Regions from separate parts of the Mus musculus genome. Here regions 2 and 3 are each linked to region 1. A link is a contact called in public promoter capture Hi-C data. All regions are on one chromosome and are shown on one strand. Each heading gives the region's core, a stretch centred on a gene start, on an enhancer-like site or on the middle of the called end of the contact. The rest is flanking DNA. Distances are from core to core; before and after follow the strand shown.

Region 1 (2,864 bases), core at 242-2,741:
GATCTCAGCCCACTTCCAGCCTGCACCGGTAGGAAACAATTACTCTAGGCACACACCTGGGTCCCTCTGACTTCTATGAAGTCTTAGTCTCCACAGGTCTTAAGTTTCCCTGGGCTACTGGAGGCCCAGTGTAAGTAGGGGTGCCCATCTTCTATCCCAAATATGACAGTGGAACTGCCTAGATCTCAGCCCCTTTCCCACTTGACACTGGGCTAACTTTCTTGCTCTTTTTGTACAGAAACAACCAGGGTTACCTTACTTCTTGGGCTCTAGAACTAATAATTTATATCACCAGTACTGCTGAGCACTGTTCCCTGTCCTCATTTCTTTCAGCAGCCAAGCACATTTTTCACCGTAGAAACAAATGGAAAAGCTGTGTCTAGTGGCAGGCTTCTAAGAGGTGGGAGAAGGAGGCTGCAGAGGCAGCTCATTGGTTTGTAGCATTTGCTGCTTGACCAGAGGACCTGAATTCAGATCCACAAACCCACTCAACCATCTATAACTCCAATTTCAGAAGATCCAGTTCCCTCTTCAGGCCTCCTTGGGCACTAGGCATGCAAGTTGTACGTTGACATACAAGTTTTTTAATTAGGAAATAATTGGGCCGGGCAGTGGTGGCACACACCTTTAATCCCAGCACTTGGGAGGCAGAGGCAGGTGGATCTCAGAGTTGGAGGCTAACCTGGTCTACAAAGTGAGTTCCAGGACATCCAGGGCTACACAGAGAAACCCTGTCTCGAAAAACCAAAAAAGATAAAAGTAAAAAATAATTGAAATGGAGACAGGAAGGTCATGAGTTCAAGGTCATCAGATACATAGTGAATTGAAGGCCAGCTGAGACTACATGAGATTGCACAAACTGACTTGATGGAGAACATAATGTACTGATAATCTATGCCAAACAAGTCAATATTAACCATGTATTGACAAGCTGGCCTAGCTTGGTAGATCTTTGAGGGCAAAGACCATTGCTCTGACCCTTAGCTGCTGTGTTTGCATGTGTCCTATCTACGGCCTCCTGGCCATTCTCTGGGCTTCAGCCTCCCCTCCGCCTATCTATCTACTATCTGACACTCCTCTGTCTCTTGCACAACCTTCCATGACGTAGAGCAGCTTAGCAGACCTATTCTAAGTGCCACATGCTCCAGATTCCCTGGGCTTCATTGTTCACGTCTGGCGCCTGACATTCCTAAGATGTTCCTTGACCCAGTTCTAGCATTGTCTTCTGGCCATATGCTTGATTGCTAAGTCATCCTGGAGTCAGCAAGACCGCTTATCTCTGCTTTCAAAGTAGGTTCGGCAAAACCTGGTTAAGACAAAAAACCAAACTTTAGAGGGTCACGGATGCCCTGTCAGAAGAGCATTATCTGATTAGCCAAATCAGAAGCTATCTTATCTACAGTGGCACTGTCCAGGTTCCAACAGAGCCTTTGCGTCCTCCCGTGGGAGGGGTTAGGGCGGAGTCTGGGATGATGGGTGGAGCTTGAGATGGATTCGCGTTTTGGAGCTGGACTTGCAAGCTGTGCTCAAGATTGGGTAGCCTACCCGGAAGTGGGCGGCCTTCTGCCCGGAAGGCGCGGGACTCCTTGGCGGCGGCAAAAATGCTTGGTGTTAAAGGAAACTACCTACTACCCGCAGACTGCGCTCACCGGTGGGTCTCGTGCAACGGAAGGGAATTGGGCGGACGGGAGCGAGGTTCGGAGGCTCACATAGTACCTGTCCTCAGGCTGGTAGCGGAGCTGCAGGGCGCCTTGGACTCCTGCGCCGATCGGCAGCGGCAGTTGGAGCGGAGCCTGCGCGTTTCCAGGAGGCTGCTGCAGGTCTGGTACGCGGACCCAGGACCTCCTGGCCAGTCCCTCCTCGGACCATCAGGATTATGCAGAGTCCCAGGGCCTAGAAGGCCAAATACAAATGCATGCTTTTAGACTCCGGTTGCCATTGCTATCCTTACCCCTTATCCAGGGTCTGAGGCTGGGAATCTGCTTAGGGATAGAATGTTTGGACCATACCATGGCTGCCCTGTCTTTGCAGGGAACCAGCCAGGACCCCATCTCCAGTTCCAGAAACCAAAGAAGAGGACCCAAGTCCAGGTAAACGTTAGCTGCTTTTTATGGGTGCTGTCCCTGGCCTTTCTCTGGCTTGCTGTCATGGGGGAATCCATCCTGGGACAGTGAGGAGGAATTCTTGCATGGTTCTTGACGTTCATAGCATGTGCACCGAGTTCTCAAGATCTCGAGGAGCTGGAACTTTTGACCCAGGCTCTGGAGAAGGCTGTACGTGTGAGGAAAGGCGTGTCCAATGCTGGACAAAGAGACAGAACCCCCACTCTGACATCTAAGGCAGCCACTTCTGGTGCCGCTGCCGCCTCCCATCCTCGGGCTCCCAGCCGGGGTGGCAGCCGTGTATTGGGTACAAGATCCACCAAGGGTATACAGCGGGCCACAGCCCCTCCCAAGGATTACCCTGAGCACAGACTACGATCAAAGGGTGATAAGACCCATGTAAGAACACAAGACCAAACTACTGGGTATGGACCAGACCTCAGGGACCAACAAATGACCCCGTCATCTGCTCATCACACCACAGAACTCTTCGCATTAAAGGAGAAGGGGTAAGCTTCCCAGACGCTCGTATCCTGACAGGGCATTGAGCTGGTTGAGGAAGCCCCTGGTGCCGACCCGTAAGGGTCATGCACTGAAGCAAACAGGGCAGAACAGGGTTGGGATGGTATCAGGTTTGTCGTTCTGGAGCCTAACCAGCCCATGAGCTCTCTGGACTGGGCGAGCACCCACCCTCCTCCAGAAGCCGTTTTCAAAAAGCTTGTCAGAATTAAGCTGTTAAAGGAGAGGAGGTGAGAAGGTTCG
Region 2 (2,904 bases), core at 39-2,538, 150 kb before region 1:
GTGTGGGTCAGGGGAAGGCCCGCTTGTCTTCGACAGCAGGGGAAACACTTGCCCTGAGGTCAGGGGCCATGAATGGTCTCCGCCCCCTCTTCTTTCCAGAGCCCTCATGGAAGCCACACTTACTTTGACACAGAACAGGAGGGTCATGAAGGAGACCACGATGAGGAAGAATAGGAAGAACATGAGGAACCAAGCGCTCCAGTGTAGCCAGCTGTTAAGCCCCATCATGCGCATGTACTCCTGTGAATGGGAGACAGCATCACACAGTTGCATGCGGCTAGCTTTCCTCAGAGCCCCACGTGTGCCGGTCTGCTTACATAAGGACAGGGCCATGTATAGAGCAGGAAGGTAGACCAGGATACCTGTGCTATAGAGCACAGGCAGGAATTATCCAGCACACATGAGGGGAAAGAGAAGGCTGTGGTCGGGCATGCTTTGTCCAACAGCTCTTAGCCCTGTGGTCTACAGATCCACCTCTTTTCTATCTTTTATCAGTGGCACATGCTACCCTAGCTGGGAGGCTGTCCCTGATAGTCAACTCCAGATTAATTGCCTCTTCTTCCTAAGTCATGATGGCCTGCCCTATCCTCCAGCCCACTACTCAGTGTGGTGTGGCTCTGCTCTATTTCATGAGCGCGAAGTCACTTCCCAACTGCGCCCACTACGCTCTGTCATGCTGGGAAACCCCCTTCTCTGCTTGTGCTTCGTTCAGGTCTGACACAGGTACCCAATAGATGTTAAGTTGATGAATTCTCTAAGTCCTTCAGGGAAGCCTTATATGCTGTGGAGCAATTCCAGACTCCCAAGCGATGCTCCCAAGTCTTCATTTTGCTTCAGCTGATTCCCAGAAGCCAGGGGGATGGCAGCTGGCATTAAGGTCCAGAGTCGAGGCAGAGGCAGGCAGATTTCTGAGTTCGAGGCCAGCCCGGTCTACAAAGTGAGTTCCAGGACAGCCAGGGCTATACAGAGAAACCCTGTCTCGAAAAACCAAAAAAAAAAAAAAAAAAAAAAACCAAAAAAAAAAAAAAAGTCCAGAGTCCTGAAGCCTGGCCCCTCCCACTGTTGGCAGAAAGACTCTGCAGGTCATACTGTCCACACTGCCAGCAGCCTCCTGGGCTGTGAGCCTTGACAAGTGTGTGGCTGAGGACATGCATTAAGAGAGCCGAGCATCCATTCATTTTCGTTCTCACTTTGAAGGAGAAGCCCAGAACCCTTAGGGAAGGGTGCTTCCTGTCTCTGTGGAAGAACAGGGTAAGGTGATGTGGAACACTCTGAGCACCCCTCCCCCCCCCTCTCTCTTGTTTATCAGGCTGTCAGGAAGTGCCACAAGGAAACCCAGTTCCTGAACTGAGCAGTGCTGCTTTGGGCTCTGGGAATCTAAAGCTGGACTGCCAGTGGCTAGGAAAGGAAAAACTCAGCTCTTTGCTGGCAGTGGGGCCCACAGGTGGAGTTTTTACATTCTTGAAGCCCTGAGTTCCATTTCCAGCACTGAAAACAAAAATCAAAACCAAAAAAACCCAGGAAGATCTTGGAGGAGTTAGCAGAAGGAAAAAACATAGTCAAAACACATATGAAAAAACTTTTTGAAAAAAACGAAACAAAAAAATTATAAAGATAATAATATAAAACAGAAACAAAAACAAACAGACAAGAAACAATGAAAAGCAAACCAGGCAGTGGTGGCACATGCCTTTAATCCCAGCACTCAGGAGGCAAAGGGAGGCAGATCTCTGAGTTCAAGGCCAACCATGCTGACAGAGGGAGTTACAGGACAGCCAGGGCTACACAGAGAAGTCCTGTCTTGACAAAACCAAATAAAAAAACCAAACCAAGCGGAAAACCCCAAACAAACAAAAACCAACAACCCCAAATCCAGCTCCCCAAGTGCTGCACGGAGACTGTGGACCAAGGGCACACCCACTACCAGAATCTAAGCATAGCAGCTGGACTTCCTAACCTTGTGTCACAGCAGTGCCCATACTGAGCCCTGGCTCTTATGGTCCCAGCACACAGGGCAGCAGCCTTGAGACAGGCCAATTCTTTTGAGGGAGTCCCAGGACCCAGCATTCTCAGACTGACTTGCCATGCACAGAGGGTTACCTTTAGTTTTTTCTCCTTCTCCTGCACCACAGCCCGGATGATGGTGAGGGAGGTGTAGGTGAAACTCAGCATGAGCAGCAGAGGAAGCTGGTACTGGATGGCAATGAGGAATGGATCTGAGATGTATGGTGGGAACGGGAACCTTTTGGTGATCACCATGAGCTTCTGGAACAGCTGCTGTGCAGAGGTGTTGGCATGGTAACGCATGATGGCTTTGTCTACAGCATGTTGCATGGCCAGGAAGCCTTCCCGAATGTATCCTGAGTTCAGAAACAGAGGACAGCTGTGTCATGGTGCTGCTCATGAGAGGGGTATGCTTTGAACAGACAGACTTCCCTGAGTCTGCAGAGGGAGGGCCAGAGGAGGCAATGGGTAACTTTACCTGATACCCTACTCTGTGGACCACTAATAGCATCTGACAACATTCAGTGGTCACAAGGAGAAGAAAAAACATGCCACATATTGCCAAGTGACACTTCTACTTCATAATTAACATAACCCACACAAAATCATAAATATGATCATATTTTAAAAATAGCTTGATTTAGGACCAGGGAGATAGTTCAGTGGGTAAGACATAAGCATGAGAACCTGGATGGAATCTGCATCACCCTCACAAAGCCTACCCTGCATATGCCTGTAAACCCAGCATCTCAGGGAGGAGCCAGGCAGATCCTGGTGCTAACTGGCCAGCCAGCTTATCCCAAAACGGTGTAATTCAGCAAGAGACAGTGTCAAAGGTGCCAAGTGATAAAGAAGGGCACTCAACACTGGCCCACCCATGAGCATGTCTATACACACACA
Region 3 (2,982 bases), core at 135-2,634, 230 kb before region 1:
AGGCATATTCCCAGCACCAAGTTACCGGGGCCACCGAGTTACTGGCCACAGGGAGCTACAAAGCCAGACCCTGTCTCAAATCGACCAATGAACCAATCAGTTAACCAATTTTGGTGATAAGCGCTCAACTCAGTCGGTGTACTAAATGTCACAAATGGTCACTTTTATGTATACTTTTCAATACTTTTCATATACCGAATAAAAGTCTTGGGGCTGGCTCGCTGGCTCAGTGGGTAAGAGCACTGACTGTTCTGAAGGTCCTGAGTTCAAATCCCAGCAACCACATGGTGGCTCACAACCACCTGTAATGAGATCTGACGCCCTCTTTTGTTGTGTCTGAAGACAGCTACAGTGTACTTATAATAAATAATCTTTGGGCCAGAGTGAGTACAGACTGAATGAGCGAGGTTGACTAGAGCAAGCAGAGGTCCTAAATTCAATATCCAACAACCACATGAAGGCTCACAACCATCTGTACAGCTACAGTGTACTCCTATACATAAAATAAATCTTTACAAAAAAAGTCTTTGGAAAGGAGCACTCGAACTATCTCCAAATGGAGTTCTTTCTCATGCCCAGGAAATTCTGACATTGCAACCCAGGTCTGAGTCCAGGATTCTATATTGGGTAGCAACCCTAAAGAGTTCAGATTCTCTGGGCGGCTAAGAACACATTGGCTGTGTATCTAGGTTCATTTCCCAACACCTACATGTAACTTCATCTGTAATTCCAGTTCCAGGTCAGACACCCTCTTCTGGGCCCCACGGGCGCTAGGCATGCACGTGGTGCACAGACATGTATGCAGACAAACCATACTACATTAAAAAAACAAAACAAAAAAGTGAGAGAAGGGGTTGGAGAGATGGCTCAGCGGTTAAGAACACTGACTGCTCTTTTGAAGGTCCTGAGTTCAAATTCCAGCAACCACATGGTGGCTCACAACCACCTGTAAAGAGATCTGACGCCCTCTTCTGATGCGTCTGAAGATAGCTACAGTGTACTTAATGAATAAATCTTTAGGCCTGAGCGAGCAGGGACTGAGCAAGTGGAGTTGACCTGAGCAAGTGGGGCAACCAGAGCAACCGGAGCAAGCAGAGGTCCTAAAAATTCAATTCCCAACAACCATATGAAGGCTCACAACCAGCTGTACATGTACTCATATACATAAAGTAAATAAATCTTTTTTTAAAAAAGTGAGAGAAAGGGAGAGTTCTTACTCCACGGATAGTTCACTTTGGACCAAGTCCTGCCAATTTAACACAAGCCACGCCCACTTCCGCCCTGATGTCTGGCGCTGATGGCTCTCAAAGAGCCAAGCTCCACCTCTACTGACGCGCTAGACCGCAACCCATAGCCCCGCCTTTTTGCCTGTCCGTCAAATTCGTTTTTGTCCCGCCCCCTGCCTGTCGGACACGCAGCCCTCGGTGCGGCCCGTTGTTATGACGACATGGTCGTAAATCCGCCATCTTCCTGTGGCGCGTTGCGACATGGAGGGCGCGATGGCAGTGCGGGTGACGGCCGCTCATACGGCAGAAGCCCGGGCCGAAGCCGGGCGTGAAGCGGGCGAGGGCGGGGTTGCGGCGGCGGCGGCCTTGTCCTCCGGCGGCTTCCTTGGGCTCCCAGCGCCCTTCAGCGAGGAAGGTAACGAGCCTACCGAAGCCTGGTGCGGCCGGGGTGCGGGCGGCTCTGTCCGGGCTGCGGTGTACGGTCTCGCCCGGATCCTGGCTACTCGAGTGTCTGTAAACCTTCACAACTCTCACAGGTTTCCCTTCGGACTGCCTCTAACCCGTTGGGCCAGATGCAGAGGCTCACAGGGAGCCCATTTCTCCAGCCCCTTGGGGTCGATCTGGCCAAACAAACATCGCTCGCTCCTCTTCAGCGCCCATCAGCCCTAGCTTCTGCTTCTCCTCTGCCACTCGGGCCTTAGTTCGGGCGGAGCTGGAGACTGGAGGCGGGGCCGCTCTGTCAGACAGGGATTAGGGACCTGACCTGGGGAGGCGGCACCGCCCCACTGAGGACCTGGGCCTTCCCTACGGGGTGGAGCAACGCTTCCAAGAATGTGCGGAACACCCCCCGCTCAATCCGACTTGTACCATTACTTAAACCAAGCTCGAAAGGCGAACTATCATTACTACTATTCACTTCAGAGATGGAGATAATTGAGGTTCAAGGTCGTCCATCTGGTTCCTGTCAAGGATCAGATTGGAGCCGGGGCTGTAACTCCTCTCTTAAACCCTTTAATTTTTCCTAGGAGTATGGCAAAGAGTTAAAATCGTGTCTGTATGCCGAGGGCTGTGTTGGCACCAAGGATTACGTCTCTAGGTGCTGATATTTTTTAGAGGTGGTTTGGGTATCTCCTGTGCATTAGTTCCACGGAGCTGTAGATTTGATCAGACAGGAAGTGGTTTGACAAGTATTACTGGTATATTGCTGCTCTTTGTCATGAAAGAACTCAGTCCCACTGTAATTTTTTTTTCCCTTATTTCAGCTTGGAGAGAGTCAGTTACCGTCTCAGGGAACTCTTTGGAGTTTCTAGGTTTTTTGTTTGTTTGTTTGTTTGTTTGTTTGTTTGAGACAGTGTTTGTATAGTTCTGGCTGTCCTGGAACTCACTCTGTAGACCAGGTTGGCCTCGAACTCAAAAATCTGCTTGCCTCTGCTTCCCAAGTGCTGGGATTAAAGGCATGAGCCACCACTATCCAGCTGAGTTCCTGGTTTTTGTTTTTGTTTTTTAAAGACAGGGTCTCACTATGTAGATTTGGCTGGCCTTGAACTCACAGAGATGGTCCTGACTCAGTCTCCCCATTGCTGGGATAAAGGCATATGCTTGTAGGTTCTTGGGTCTACTTATGACATTGGTTCTCAGACTTCCTAATACTTCCATCCTTTAATACAGTTCCTTATATTCTGGAACTCCCAACCGGAAAGTTGTTTTGTTGCTACTTCATAACCGCAAGTTTGCTACTGTGCTGATTTGTAATGTA

The links. Promoter capture Hi-C pulls out the DNA fragments that hold promoters and counts their contacts. Capture Hi-C pulls out chosen DNA fragments and counts their contacts.
Region 2: a promoter capture Hi-C map of liver shows a contact between it and region 1. The contact joins the enhancer-like site here to the promoter of Tedc2 in region 1. A contact is called at or near these places in 8 of 39 promoter capture datasets (the C10 cell line, the HPC-7 cell line, cranial neural crest and 5 more), 7 of 484 Hi-C or Micro-C datasets (bone marrow-derived macrophages, cerebellum, germline stem cells and 3 more), 7 of 115 datasets of contacts at active chromatin or transcription factors (SST interneurons, bone marrow-derived macrophages, craniofacial prominence and 4 more) and 3 of 9 other capture datasets (adipose tissue, liver and pancreatic islet).
Region 3: a promoter capture Hi-C map of adipose tissue shows a contact between it and region 1. The contact joins the promoter of E4f1 here to the promoter of Tedc2 in region 1. A contact is called at or near these places in 16 of 39 promoter capture datasets (the 3T3-L1 cell line, 3T3-L1-derived adipocytes, the C10 cell line and 10 more), 2 of 484 Hi-C or Micro-C datasets (bone marrow-derived macrophages and regulatory T cells), 4 of 115 datasets of contacts at active chromatin or transcription factors (effector CD8 T cells, embryonic limb bud, fetal liver and 1 more) and 4 of 9 other capture datasets (adipose tissue, embryonic stem cells, liver and 1 more).

Annotation. Positions count from the first base shown.
Region 1 is chr17:24,219,478-24,222,341 of GRCm38.p6, reverse strand. It overlaps Tedc2 (tubulin epsilon and delta complex 2), which reads left to right and starts at 1,491. Exons shown (of 10, transcript NM_028056.2): 1 at 1,491-1,651; 2 at 1,727-1,825; 3 at 2,032-2,090; 4 at 2,209-2,611. The coding sequence starts at 1,602.
Region 2 is chr17:24,373,700-24,376,603 of GRCm38.p6, reverse strand. It overlaps Abca3 (ATP-binding cassette, sub-family A (ABC1), member 3), which reads right to left. Exons shown (of 33, transcript NM_013855.3): 8 at 2,101-2,360; 9 at 124-240. Among named protein-coding and RNA genes, the nearest start is that of Gm25618, 13 kb to the right of the region's middle. Within about 2 kb of position 1,288, at least 9 of the 459 cell types and tissues checked have an H3K27ac peak or open chromatin away from gene starts, as enhancers often do. A contact at or near this core is called in liver and trophoblast stem cells, where this site is marked.
Region 3 is chr17:24,453,794-24,456,775 of GRCm38.p6, reverse strand. E4f1 (E4F transcription factor 1) reads left to right here and starts at 1,384. Exons shown (of 14, transcript NM_001301784.1): 1 at 1,384-1,641. The coding sequence starts at 1,488.